Regions from separate parts of the Pan troglodytes genome. Here region 2 is linked to region 1. Evidence: chromatin contacts called from public Hi-C data. All regions are on one chromosome and are shown on one strand. Each heading gives the region's core, a stretch centred on a gene start, on an enhancer-like site or on the middle of the called end of the contact. The rest is flanking DNA. Distances are from core to core; before and after follow the strand shown. Region 1 overlaps PRRX2 (paired related homeobox 2). Region 2 holds the start of ASB6 (ankyrin repeat and SOCS box containing 6).

Evidence for each region. Hi-C and Micro-C count contacts between places; a contact is called where the count stands out from the background.
Region 2: a Hi-C map of induced pluripotent stem cells shows a contact between it and region 1, with 1.9 times the contacts expected there. The contact joins the promoter of ASB6 here to the enhancer-like site in region 1. A contact is called at or near these places in 4 of 7 Hi-C or Micro-C datasets (blood, induced pluripotent stem cells and stem cell-derived neural progenitor cells) and 1 of 1 datasets of contacts at active chromatin or transcription factors (stem cell-derived excitatory neurons).

What each region holds. Positions count from the first base shown.
Region 1 is chr11:8,733,371-8,737,061 of NHGRI_mPanTro3-v2.0_pri, reverse strand. PRRX2 (paired related homeobox 2) reads left to right here. Exons shown (of 4, transcript XM_016961831.4): 2 at 406-593; 3 at 1,789-1,967; 4 at 3,405-3,691. The coding sequence ends at 3,540. Among named protein-coding and RNA genes, the nearest start is that of PRRX2, 55 kb to the left of the region's middle. Within about 2 kb of position 1,976, at least 2 of the 24 cell types and tissues checked have an H3K27ac peak or open chromatin away from gene starts, as enhancers often do. A contact at or near this core is called in induced pluripotent stem cells, where this site is marked.
Region 2 is chr11:8,811,937-8,815,627 of NHGRI_mPanTro3-v2.0_pri, reverse strand. It overlaps ASB6 (ankyrin repeat and SOCS box containing 6), which reads right to left and starts at 1,673. Exons shown (of 6, transcript XM_001163675.6): 1 at 1,106-1,673. The coding sequence starts at 1,218.

The sequences.
Region 1 (3,691 bases), core at 727-3,226:
CCACAGCCTGGGCCGGGTGCTGGGGACACTCAGGTGTCTCCTGAGCCCTCCTTGAGCAGGTCACTTGTCCCTGGTGGAAGGGACACCTGTCCCCAGGGCTCTTGCCGTGGTCCCATCTCAGTTGGCTCAGACTGGGGTTTCCACAGGGCAGGGGTGTGGCTGCTTTTGTTCTCCGTTATCTCCCCGGAGTCTAGCACTGGGCCTGCCACACAGGTGCTCAGTAAATACGTGTTGAAGAGTGAATGGATGGGTGGTTGCCAGAAGGAAGGAATGAGGGAGTGAATTAAAGGGACGCATTCCTGGCGGCGGCACTAAAGCACTCAGAGCAAACTGCGGAGTTGGGGGCTGAACCGTGACTGTAGCCACTGGCCGTCCTGCTGACCACCGCCCCCGCCACCTCCGCAGGTGAGTGTCCCAGCCCGGGGCGCGGTAGCGCCGCCAAGCGGAAGAAGAAGCAGCGGCGGAACCGCACCACGTTCAACAGCAGCCAACTGCAGGCGCTGGAGCGCGTGTTCGAGCGCACGCACTACCCCGACGCCTTTGTGCGCGAGGAGCTTGCCCGGCGCGTCAACCTCAGCGAGGCGCGCGTTCAGGTGAGCGCTCAGTCCCGGGCCTCCCGTGGGAGCGTGCGCGTGGGAGCGCACAGCCACTGTTCACCCGGGATTACACAGTTGCCCAGGAGGGGTGTTTGAGCAGGAGCATCTGAGGCCAGGAGGATGGGGGTTCAGATCCCAGCCCTGCCACTTACTGGCTGTGTGACCTTGAGCAAGTGACTTAAGCTGTCTGTGCTGCAGGCACCTGCCTACCTGGAAAATGAGGATCACGTAGGTCTTTGCTATAGGGGTCCTTCGAGAATTAGAGTTAAAATTTTCATAAAGCGGCCAGGCACAGTGGCTCATGCCTATAATCCCAGCACTTTGAGAGGCCGAGGTGGGTGGATCACTTGAGGCTAGGAGTTTGAGACCAGCCTGGCCAACATGATGAAACCCCATCTTTACTAAAAGTACAAAAATTATCCGGGCGTGCTGGCATGCGCCTGTAATCCCAGCTGCTTGGGTGGCTGAGGCAGGAGAATCGCTTGAACTCGGGAGGTAGAGGTTGCAGTAAGCTGAGATTGCGCCACTGCACTCCAGCCTGGGTGACAGAGTGAGACCCTGTCTCAATAAATAAACAAACAAATAAAAATAAATTTTCGTAAAGCGCTTAGAACAATGCCTGGCACAAAGGGTTCTGGTAAAGAAGTCCTTTTCCAGTTTCAAGTTCTTACTCTGTGCCAGCACTGAGCCGAGTGCTCAGCAAGCGCCTCTCTCCCCGAGTGCTCAGCAAGCGCCACTCCCCCCGAGTGCTCAGCAAGCGCCTCTCCCCGCGAGTCCTCAGCAAGCGCCTCTTCCCGCGAGTGCTCAGCAAGCCCCTCTCCCCGCGAGTGCTCAGCAAGAGCCTCTCCCCCCGAGTGCTCAGCAAGCGCCTCTCCCCCCGAGTGCTCAGCAAGCGCCTCTCCCCGCGAGTGCTCAGCAAGCACCTCGCTCCCAGTGGCCAAGTGCCTCTCCATTCGTTCTCATTCTCCAACACATTCTCCATTCATTCTCCATTCATTGGTGTTCTCAATCTCCAACACATACCCAGCAGCAGGCGTCATTTGTCATCCCCATTCTACAGATGAAAAAACTAAGGGTCAGAGAGGTGACACTGCCAGCCCTGGGCTGGTGACAGAGCAGGCACACACCCAGATCCAGAAGGACTTGGGTCCCCCCTGCCCATGCTGCACCCTGCTCACCCTCCCACCCACAGGTCTGGTTTCAGAACCGCCGCGCCAAGTTCCGCAGGAATGAAAGGGCCATGCTGGCCAGCCGCTCTGCCTCGCTGCTCAAGTCCTACAGCCAGGAGGCCGCCATCGAGCAGCCTGTGGCTCCCCGGCCCACCGCCCTGAGTCCAGATTATCTCTCCTGGACAGCCTCGTCCCCCTACAGGTGAGAGCGGGAACACCTTTGGGCCAGGAAGGGGCAGCTCGAGGAATCCCAGAGGGCTTTTCCGGCCTGGACTCCTCTGAGGGTCTGGAGAGAGCTTGAATGGTGTCCACGTGCCCCTGGGATCTGGGGTACACCAAGTGATGTGTGGCGAGTGTGCCTGTGAGTGGGTGTTCATGAGCACCTGCACGTGCATGTTGTAAGAGTTGGCATGTGTGTGTGTCAATGTACATGTGCGCACACATGACTGTGAGTGTGCATGCACATGCCTGCATATGCAAAGGAGCGTGCAAGCATGCGTGTCCACAGGGGTGTGAGTGTGTGTGTGAACACCTGGAGCCGGGAGAAAACAGGCCTATCTGGAGGGGGAGCAAAGTACAGGCATCACCCTGAGGGAGTAGAAAACCTGCAGGAAGATTCCTAGGCTGTCACGGGGGCCCCAGCGCCGTGTCCACCCTCCAGACGAGAAACTGAGGCTGGGAGGGCTGAGGAAATGGTCTCCCTGGCCTGCAGGCATGGCTGGGGCCCAGAGCTAAGTTCTGGGCAGTTTTGTCTGGATCAAAGCTGGAAAGACTCTGACATGGTCGGCAGGAGGTGCTCGAGAGTCGGGCCACCATACCCCACAGCTCCAGAGGCGCCGTCTGCTCCTTGGGCTGTGAGGGTGGCTCTGCTGGAGCCATGGTCATGTGGGGGGACAGGGATTTCGTGGGTCCGCTTAAGGGATCTTAGTCCTCACCGCCCTCCTAACTTCCCTCCCTATTCATCGTTACATGGGGCAGGAAAACCAAGGGGCATCCTTATTTATTTATGTATTTATTTTTGAGACAGAGTCTCGCTCTGTCACCCAGGCTGGAGGGCAGTAGTGCAATCTCAGCTCACTGCAACCTCCGCCTCCCAGGCTCAAGCAATTCTCCTGCCTCAGCCTCTTGGGTAGGTGGGATTACAAACGCCCGTCACCACGCCCAGCTAATTGTTTGTATTTTTAGTAGAGACAGGGTTTCAACATGTTGGCCAGGCTGGTCTCGAACTCCTGATCTCAGGTGATCCATCCACTTCGGCCTTCCAAAGTGTTGGGATTACAGGCGTGAGCCACCACGCTTGGCCCCAAGGGGCATCCTCAAATCCAGGTGCCTGTTCATTCTGCCTCCATCCTGCTGTGAGCCAGGCCCAGGGTACACATGGAGGGGGGCATGGACCCACCCAGGCCCTGCTGTCAGGAAGCTCATGGCTCATATGGAGGCTCCTGTGTCCCAGCACTGAGCTGGGGGGACTTCTGACCCCTGCCCAAACCCTACAGCTCCAAATCACCCCCAATCCTGGGTGAAGGCTGCCCAGGAGAGCAAGCTAAGGAGGGGGGTGGCAGGACCAGAGGCTGGGGTCGAGCACTGACACCCAGAAGCCAACCGCACCCATGTGACCTGTGTCTCATGTCGCCCCCAGCACAGTGCCACCCTACAGCCCTGGGAGCTCAGGCCCCGCAACCCCAGGGGTCAACATGGCCAACAGCATCGCCAGCCTCCGTCTCAAGGCCAAGGAGTTCAGCCTGCACCACAGCCAGGTGCCTACAGTGAACTGAAGTCCAGTCCCACCAGGACCCAGACGCCTCCCTGGGTGGACAGCAATAGAAAAGGGGGCAGACGCCCAGGAAGTGACCTTTTCCTGGATGGGCTCTCCTGGCCCGTCTCTCCAGCCTGGACTCCCGAGCCCACGAGGCTGTTGAGGCCCCC
Region 2 (3,691 bases), core at 424-2,923, 79 kb before region 1:
GTGGGTTGGTGGGCTTTAGTCCTGCTATCATCATCAGCAAGCAGGGCCCTGGCTCTGTGGGTCACAGGGGCTTGGGGGAAGCTCTGAAGTAGAGAGAGGGCCACGCTGCATCTCTTAAGACGGGAGCAGACTGGGATTTGCGGAGAATGGGCTGGGTCTGTCTGCGCTCTCCTCCCGCGTTGCCCAGAGTCTGGTCGCAGACTTAGGTACAAAGCCTCACACAGCTGGGCTGCTGGGACTGAAGGGACCACCAGCCTGGAGGCCAAGAGCCCAAGCCCGACTTTGATGCTTCTTCCTCAGAAAGCCCTTCCATCCTCAAACCTGCAGGACCCCAGCCCCGGCAACACCTGCAGCCAGGACAGCAACACAGCCTCCTCCCTCCCCTCACATTGAGACCTTCAGCTGATATTGATGAAGAAAGCCTACGTTTCTACCAGAGTCCCTGGATGGCGAGACTCATCATTACCACGTGTTGGAAATTCCAACTGACAACCCCCTCAACACCTGAGCCGAGCCCCTTCCTTCTGCTCTCCCCTCCCTTCCACCTCGCGTGCCGCCGTACAATTACTTGTCAGTCTCTCCTCTGGAGCACACGCGCCAAGAAGGCGGGGGTTTTGCTGAGCCACTGATGGACCCCAAGTGCCTAGTACCATGGGCAGTGAATGCAGATTCGCTCCCGACACCTTTCCTGCAGGTCCACGACAGACCAGCTCTTGTCTATAAAAACGCAAACTCTGCTACAAAAGCCCACCTTCACACTGCTCTGGGGTAACATCTGAGGCCTCACGGATTCCACCCTGCTCCTCTGCCACGCCGGGGGGGTGGCACAGGACAGGCAGGCGACAGGGTGGGGCTGAGGCGCAGGCCCTGCGACAACCCGCGGGCCTCCGCCCTCGGGCCCTCCTCGCCCTTCGTCTCCGCCATGCAAGGGGCAGGAGTGGGATCCGCGCGGGGCAGCGAGCACTCCGAGCCACGCAACCCCGGCTTCCGCCCGTCCCTTCCTCTGTCAAGGGGGACGCATCCACCCCGCCCGGCTTGTGGTGATAAAGTGGGACGCTGCGGGGTCGGAGCGGCCTCGGCCAGCTCACGGGAGGGGGTGAGTTACCGGTCCAGAGACTCCTGCCGCTCGGGGTCCTGGATCCCCAGGGAGCCCAGAATCGCATCCACCAGCGGCTGGTACTCGAAAATGATCCTCCGGAAGCCGTGCAGGAACGGCATCGCCGTGGGCCCCGCGCAGCAGGGCGGTCGCGCTTTCTGCCGAGGCCGAGATGCCCAGACGCCGACCGGAACGCTCCGGCGGCCGCGGACCCCACCTGCTCCGCCAGTCCAGCCCCTGCGCCCGGCCGGGTCCGCTCCTCAGTCCAAGCCGCGCCCCCGCCGGAAGTGACCCTCGTACTTCCTGCCCGCGCCGACTCAGGGTGGGCCACATGGCGACAGCGCCCCCTGCGGGCTCGGAGGACCTCGGCGCGTCCTGGGGCACGACCGCCAGGCCGACTCGGACGATGTCCAGTGGGCGGCCCCAGCGGAGTCGGGGAGTGGAGGATCGAGCCAAGCCAGATCCGAGACTCAGGCGGGTCCGCCCCTTCCTGCCAGGGCCCGGCCCGGCTCGGCTTCGCCCTGCGATCCCGCCCGCGACCGCTGGGCGCCGTCCGAGTTCCGCCGGTCGTGCTCTCGGCCCTGCCGCTGCCCCACTGGCCCTGGGCGCCCCTGAGAGCTGAGGTCATCAGACACTGCCCCTTCCGGTTCGGGCTGGCCCTCGCCTTCCGTGAAGAGGGGCTGGGCCACCTCTGTCACCACCCGGCCCGCTGACTGGAATGATGAGGACCAGGGTACTCGCACGTCCCCTCCTCAGTTTCTTATTCTCTGTCCCGGGGAGCACCTGGCCAGGACGGCTGCTAGCCCTCTCCACCTCTGCCTTGATGGACTCAGTGAATCTTGTTTTTTGTTGTTGTTGTTTTTGTTTTTTGGGGGGACGTAGTCTCGCTCTGTCGCCCAGGCTGGAGTGCAATGGCACGATCTCGGCTCACTGCAACCTCCGCCTCCCGGGTTCAAGCGATTCTCCTGCCTCAGCCTCCCGAGTAGCTGGGATTACAGGCGCTGGCCACCACGCCCAGCTTATTCTTGTATTTTTAGTAGAGACAGGGTTTCACCATATTGGCCAGGCTGGTCTCGAACTCCTGACCTCGTGATCCTCCCACCTCGGCCTCCCAAAGTGCTGGGATTACAGGCATGAGCCACGGTGCCCAGCCCGAATCTTGTGTATTTTTTAGAGACAGGGTCTCACTCTGTCTCCCAGGCTGGAGTGTAGTGTAGTGATCATGACTCACTGCAGCTTTGAACCCCTGGGCTCAGGTGATCCTCCCACCTCAGCCTCCTGAGAAGCTGGGAACACAGGAGTGTGCTACCGCCTGTCTCTGAACTTGGATTTCCCCATCTGTAAAATGGGTAGAATCCCCAGCACTTTGAGAGGCCGAGGCAGGTGGATCACCTGAGGTCAGAAGTTCGAAGCTGCAGACCGGCCTGGCCAATATGATGAAACCCTGTCTCTACTAAAAATACAAAAATTCCCCGGGCGTGGTGGCAGGCGCCTGTAATCCCAGCTACTTGGGAGGCTGAGGCAGGAGAATTGCTTGAACCCGGGAGGCGGAGGTTGCAGTGAGTGGAGATCGCACCATCACACTCCAGCCTGGGCAATAAGAACGAAACTCTGTCTCAAAAAAAAAAAAAAAAAAGTATAATCACACTCACCTGAGATGCTGGAGCCAGCGCACTGTAATTGTTGGTGGAAGTGGAATTCAGTGGGAAGGAGCCAAAACCCTCTGGTTCAGGAAGGAGGGGCGGAGTGGGCAGCCGGGTTTAAGCCCCTTTAGGACAACACCAGCTTGGGCTTCCTAGACGCAGCTCCAGGCCGCAGAGTCCACAGCTGCCAGCACATTTCTGCCTTGGTTCTCACTGCAGGAAAGAAATTTCTCCCTGGGTGAAATCGGGAAATTCTGCTCACATGGAAATGGACATTTCCAGCTTGCCTTGGAAAAACCACTTTTCTGGAGTCGAGGCACCTCCCCTTGGGCCACGCATTTGAGCCTCCTCTCCCATCTGGAGTCTGCGGGGGAGGCCTTGATGCCTTCTTGCTTCTGGGAAGCTGACGATGAAGAGGGGTTTCCCGCCCCAGCAGTCCACATCACAGCGTTGGCCTCCTGGGCCTTGCTCTGCCAAGTTGGGCCCCTCTCCCTGGAACCTGCCAGACAGCGAGAGTTGCCCAGCCCAGGAAAAAAACATTTAAAGGCTCATTTCAAGACAATCCGATGGGTCTTAGAGTAAACATTTTTATATTTATTTATTTATTATTATTATTTTTTTTTTTCAGACGGAGTCTCACTCTGTTGCCTAAGCTGGAGTGCAGTGGCAGGATCTCGGCTCACTGCAACCTCCAACCCCTGGGTTCAAGCCTACCAGGTAGCTGGAATTACAGGCATGCGCTACCACGCCAGGCTAATTTTTGTATTTTTAGTAGAGACGGGGTTTCACCATGTTGGCCAGGCTATTCTCGAACTCCTGACCTCAGGTGATCCACCCGCCTCAGCCTCCCAAAGTACTGAGCTTACAGACGTGAGCCCACCACGCCCAGCCAGATGAAACATTTTTAAATGGGCAGAGTAAGGCCCTCTACCATGTGCAAAACAAACTGTAC